2 separate regions of the Mus musculus genome follow, and region 1 is linked to region 2. A link is a contact called in public promoter capture Hi-C data. All regions are on one chromosome and are shown on one strand. The core of a region is the stretch at or near the end of the contact, and the rest is flanking DNA. Distances in the headings are between cores, read along the strand shown.

Region 1 (3,089 bases), core at 484-2,983, 570 kb before region 2:
TTTCTTTTTTCTCTTGTTGCCACTTTTTAATCTCTCTGTCCAAATCTTGGAGGAACCAGTCTAATTCCGTCTTTGAGATCTAGAAGCATTTTAGAAAATATATGAATAATCATGGCAATACTTTCTAGAGAGGAAAAGAACCTGACGGTGTCTCAGCATACGCAGCAGCTCAAGTCCAGGGAGCGGCGTCCTCACAGCACAGCCACAGGCGACCACATGCACTCCCTGCAGGAAGGTACTCAGAAGAACTCTGTACCACACGCTTCAGCCTACACAGTTACCTACCTACAAGAAGCCTGCATATGTTTTAGCTGGCAAGCCCAGTAGGTTTTGTTTCTAGAAATACAAATAAGATGCCCGTGGCTGGCCATTAAAGGCATCTGGATTGACCACCTGCCTGAATTTCAGGCAGTGTGGCAGAGACACACCGGAGGCAATGCTGGTTCCCTTCCTGGAGGGCGAGGGTCAGCGCCACTCCCAGACCCCAGCTCCTTAAGTAACTGCTGGTTTTGAGATATGTGAACATGGAAATGTTAAATAGTGTCCAGTCTCAAATTCCACAACTACCAATACATGCTTAATAAAACTCTGTACTCCTATTTGCTAAAGAAAGACTAGTTTCTTATTAATTCTTGAGGTCCTGATCCTGCTGGTTCAGAACACACTGAGAACAAAGATTCAGTTACAAAAACATGGGCTTTCTCCCTCAAACGGATGGTGCACCCTACATTCAACTACTCAAATGTAATAGGAAGTAATGGCATTAAAGTAAAAAATGATACAGACTCAAGAGGCCATTTCTCCCCTTTTCTCTTATGCCTTAGACACCCAGGGTTTCTATGTTTTTGGCGATGGCCCTGCTAACTAGTCTTCCTGCAAGCCTGAGTCCCAATTCAGAGAACAGCCTGAATGGATGTGATACACGGGCTCTCTTACAAAGTGGCAGGAGTGGAACCAAAGTTCTGTGATGTCCCCTTAGGCTGGTCTTGTCCACATTTTCCTTTCTAATACAATCTTGCTGATTCCAAACACATCACTTCACTTCTGTGACTTAGATGACCCCGTGCCTACCATCCTTACAAACTCCTGTATTCTACATGGTCATTTTTATTTCTAAGATCAATGTAAATCTGCTTGCTATGCCAGTGGAAGCCAGGCCACCTCTGTTTGCACTCTGGGCCAATGATCTCACCTTTGATCTGGTTTTTTGAAAGGGAGATGGTTATGCAACAGGATGAGAACCTGCTTGGCAAAACTGCCTATAGGAAATCAGTTATGAAAGCATAAAGAATTAAAATCATGTGCGTTTGCGCAATGCTCACAGTGAAACTCTGACCTGAGTTCACGTGCTGCTTCGTAAAAGGAAATGATCATATTCATTCCCACCTACTCTTGTAGACACAACCGAAGAAACTCAGGTTCGAAATTTAAGAGGGTACACAGCTCGCCAACTAAGTCTAGTACCTGAACGAACCTGTTGTTTGAGGGATGCAGTAACGGACTCACCATGTTCTTGAGAACAATCTTGACACCAGATGCAAACCACACAAAAAGAAAAGGCACTAGAAGAACCTGGTATGGGCTGCCTGCCTATGCTCCCAACACGTCCGAGATAAAAGGCCATGGACTTTGAGCCCAACCCAGATTACGCAGTAAGACCCTCTCTCAGACGTCTGAAACCTCAAGGGCATGGGAGCTAGACAGAGAACCGCGGTCAGAGCTGCTGCTCTGTCAGTCTTCCTCTTGGGTGCGCTCTATCCCCAAGGTAGAGAACATCTGTACAAACAGGCTTGATGAGCTGTGTGAATAAAGTACCAAGTCTGACCACCAGTGTGTGAAGCTGGAGACGTCTCTTTCACAAACTTCACTCACCAAATGCCTATGTGAAGTACTATGTGCCTGAATCTGCCTGCCACTCAAACAAGGCCACATGGATTACTGTTCAAATCTTCCTGAGGCAATACCACATTTGTATCATTATTTTACTTTATTATATCTCTCAAGTAGTTTATTCAAGTTTGCATTCCACGAATCATATGCTAAGTAGGCTTTAATTTTTTTTTTTTTTTCTTTTTACTGGTATCCCTAGGCCGATCTCTGTGAACAGGTCCTGGGAGTGCTGCCACACTTACTCTATCTCCTTTCTTCCAGGTATACTCCAATTCTAATAGACAAGTTTCCTAATTAAGCTAATTTCCTACTACTTAATGTATTATTCCAGATGTTAATTCTGACTTCTCAAACCATTTTTTCCTTCTTAAATGGGTCTCTCCATTCCCTTTATGAAAAGGAACATCATTTTCTCACACCTGTAATCTCCTTGCCACTAAAGCCACCTTTTTTTTTTTTTTTTGCCAACTGGTACCACTTCACTAAATAACTGATGGTCAGTCTCAACTAATAGAATTCAAACCAGATACTCCAGAGACTTGAATACAGCACAGGCTCCATGAGTTATTCTGACATTTCCTCATGAAGATGAGGGATAGGAACAGAGTCAATTACTTATTAACCCTCATTCTTTACCACAGAGTTTTACCCCAAGTCTTCCAGATAAGCAAACTAAGTTCAGTGATATTAAGTAAGCTAACTGCTCTGTCGGAAGAGTTCTAGACGGAACCACGAGTGGCTGCAGGCTCACATTTGTGACCTCTCCTCTGATAGTGCCTCACAACGCAGACAGGAATTTAACTTGGAATTAAACACAGAAGAGTTTCAGTCAAACAGACAAGGCAATTAAATTAAATCCCAGATTTATAGTCCTTTTCTCAAAACAGTTGGTAAGGTTCTACATCACTACAAGGAGCACTGCCACTGGGTGTGCTGCAGGGAAAAGTGAGAGAGGCTCCTGAGAAGGAGTTCTTGTGTGGCCACTGGTGCAGCTCAGCTGACTGAGGCTGACAAACACTGCCACTCACCGCAGCCATCACCGAGTCTCAGGGAGGTTTACCTTGTTTTCCTCTGTGTGCCGTTGCAGCTTTTCCTCCAGGTCCTTGATCTCTTGTGAGCTCCTGAGTTCTATCTGCTCGCAGTTCTCACATGCTACCTTCAGCTGCTCTCTGAGTAGGTGGCACTCCTTTTCCTTCTGG
Region 2 (3,015 bases), core at 188-2,687:
TGGCACGAGGCTCAGTGGTAGAGTACAGAGCTCCAGATTTGTCCCCAGGACCCTTGAAAACAAGGAAACTTCTACTCTCGAGAGCAGTGAGCCTGGCCTTCCTGATGGAGCCTTTTTTTTTTGTTTTTTGTTTTTTGTTTTTTTGTTTTTTTCGAGACAGGGTTTCTCTGTGTAGCCGTGGCTGTCCTCGAACTCAGAAATCCACCTGCCTCTGCCTCCCAAGTGCTGGGATTAAAGGCGTGCGCCACCACGCCCTGCTGGCCTGATGGAGTCTTAAGACTTAAGAGAGTAGCGCATTCTGCAGTGAACTAAAGTCAAAGCCTGATGTGAACTGGGAGGATCTGATGTGAACTGGGAGGATCTGATGTGAACTGGGAGGATCTGCCGTTACATTAGCACAACTCAAGAGAAAATCAGCTTCGTAAGGAAATAACTTTCAGTTACCTTTATCGAGTAAATAAAAACAAGAACTTCATTTATTTGCAATTCCCAGAAGGTACTATACATAAAGATTCAACTTCGTATACAACAGATGTGTAGTTAACCACACACACAATGAGTATGTACTGAATTTTCAGAAACAAAAGTTAAAATAAATAGCAACAATAAAACTTTGGAAAAAATAACACATTTTTAGTTGTGGAAAATATGATTCTTAATTATATACAGTTACATATATAATAAAAAGCCACCTCTTTTCAGATTGCACAAAACTTGGGACCAGTAAAAGCATATTTTACAGCATATGGTGCTATGATCCCAGGCCCATTTATGATTAACTCCAGGCTAAAAAACACTTACATTCATAATACAGTAAAAGATATGCAGTACTGTTTGAGAAAGACTACCTTCTCAGCTTACATTAACCTGCAGTAACCCTACAAAGGCTATACAGGAAATTTCACAAAAAGAAATCTCAAATAATTATTGCACCCACTTCATGCTGAATCAACAGCCAAAAATGGGCTTCAAAGTAAACATGGTTGTCACTGGATATTTTTTAACACTTTAAAGATCTTTTCTTTGTCCTGGAAAACACTTTTTACTTGACAATTAGCAATCTTACCACAAGAAAAAGCCAGGCAAACTCAGCTAGCTTTGGCTTTCCTCTCTATGAACAGAATCATGTCAGAGACAGGATTTCATAGAAAACAGCAGTAATGCTCAATTCCCTTACAAGCAGACCCCGCTAGGAGTGCCATGACATTATTTCAAATCCTGTCTTATGCTCATTTAAGGAAACAACAGTAGCAACTTATCCATTTACATACACTATGGCACAGCCCTCGATTTTGAGAAAAATACATTTAGGGAGCCAGAAAAATTGCACAAACTGTATTGTAACAACCTGAAAAGCTCTTGGTGAAAAACACCAGTCTCTAGGGCAATAAAAAAATATTTGTGGACTTAATACAAATATTGACATTTAGAACAGAGGCTAAGTTCGCTATTACGCTGCTCAACCCCAGCAGTTCACAGGTTATGTCAAGAGTTGTGTGTCCACAGTGCCTGGGACACTCGAATGCATAGAATACAGAAAGATGCCGCTCTTCAGTCTGTGACCTGGCACGCGTTACGTGAGAGCTGAAACCATCACCAGACGTCTGCACTTAAGTACTGCTGATCTCGCTCATCTGCTCCACCACTTGTCCTAGAATCTCATCGACTACGTCCACGTCATAATTGACCTGCTGAAGATCCAGATCAGGCACGATCATAGCCAGCAGCTGTCCTACGTTGACTCGAAGAGAACGAAGTTTGAGGCTGCAAACACAGGCATTGGCTAATCAGGTGAGAATTACAATATAAATGACTTCTCTTATGGAACTTAAAAGTGAAAAGATAAAAATGTCTGTTGAATAAAAGAAAATAAAGTGAAAAGAACCCCACCACCACCACTACCAATTAAAGAACTGGATTTAATTAACAGCCAATGGATTCACTAGATGCTAGGCTAAGTCCAAGAACAAGTTTTATAAAACATGTGGTTCAACATACAAATTAGATGTTACTTCCCACTTGCTATCCCCCGGACAAACAGCAGTGCGACAGTGACAATATTCATCAAGAGCGGCTTTGGACTTCAACCTCCCGCTGATGAAAATAAACTGAATTGTTCCTTAATTATGGTTTTTAGAGACACAGTTTCTCTGTGTAGCTCTGGCTGTCCTGGAACTTGCTCCATAGACCAGGCTGCCCTTGAACTCACAGAGATCCATCTGCCTCTGCCTCCCAAGTGCTAGGATTAAAAGTGTGCACCACCACCTCCCAGTTCCTTAATTATGAATAAAAGGATAAAAATTTCTGTCGTTGAGTAAGTTTCCAAAACTTTGGTTTGAGCAATGTTAAGGAGGCTGAGTTAAACTGAGATTTCTCTAAACCCGTCTGTCCTAGTAAACTTTGTCAGGTTGACAGGACTAGAATAACTCGAGAGCAGCTTTCATGGTTCAAGCTGGTCTCTAGGAGTCTAAGCTAAGCAGGAGTCAGGAAGTGAGCAGCAGTCAGCCCTCTTCCACACTTCCTGCCTCGAGCTCCTGCTCTCACTTCTCCTGGAAGCATGAGCCAAAGAAGTCCTCTCCTCCCCAAGTTGCTTTTGGTCAGAGAGGTAGGTAATGATTTGTTTGTTTAGGCTTGTAGCTCTTCCACAGGACCTGGCTTACGTTCCAGCATCCACATAGTATATAGTTAAGATAGCACACCAAAGAAAGCCTTCGCCAGCTCCACTAAAATCTAAACAAAAGCCCAAGCTCTTAGTTAATAGGATGTGCTAACAGTATGTCCTGGTCCTCATCTGTTATTAATAGTATACTAAATATTACACACACACACACACACACACACACACACACACACACACACACGGCGGGGGTGGGGTGGGGTGAGTCCTATGTCAGTCATGGTAAAATTTAGCCCACTTTCAAAGATTAAGCTCAGTTTTTTCACTTTTTACCTATATAATCCAAACCATTTTCTATCCCTTAACTTAGCAACTTGAAGCAATGATGTGTTCCATCT

The links. Promoter capture Hi-C pulls out the DNA fragments that hold promoters and counts their contacts.
Region 1: a contact with region 2 is called in a promoter capture Hi-C map of cranial neural crest, with 4 times the contacts expected there. The contact joins two enhancer-like sites. A contact is called at or near these places in 4 of 39 promoter capture datasets (the C10 cell line, cranial neural crest, frontonasal cranial neural crest and 1 more), 3 of 484 Hi-C or Micro-C datasets (LSK cells, cortical neurons and embryonic stem cells), 2 of 115 datasets of contacts at active chromatin or transcription factors (embryonic forebrain and stem cell-derived neural progenitor cells) and 1 of 9 other capture datasets (embryonic stem cells).

What each region holds. Positions count from the first base shown.
Region 1 is chr16:94,448,010-94,451,098 of GRCm38.p6, reverse strand. Ttc3 (tetratricopeptide repeat domain 3) reads right to left here. Exons shown (of 46, transcript NM_009441.2): 35 at 2,951-3,089; 36 at 1-79. Among named protein-coding and RNA genes, the nearest start is that of Gm23692, 20 kb to the right of the region's middle. Within about 2 kb of position 1,733, at least 17 of the 459 cell types and tissues checked have an H3K27ac peak or open chromatin away from gene starts, as enhancers often do.
Region 2 is chr16:93,873,508-93,876,522 of GRCm38.p6, reverse strand. It overlaps Morc3 (microrchidia 3), which reads right to left. Exons shown (of 17, transcript NM_001045529.3): 17 at 450-1,764. The coding sequence ends at 1,611. Among named protein-coding and RNA genes, the nearest start is that of Chaf1b, 8.9 kb to the left of the region's middle. Within about 2 kb of position 1,437, at least 4 of the 459 cell types and tissues checked have an H3K27ac peak or open chromatin away from gene starts, as enhancers often do.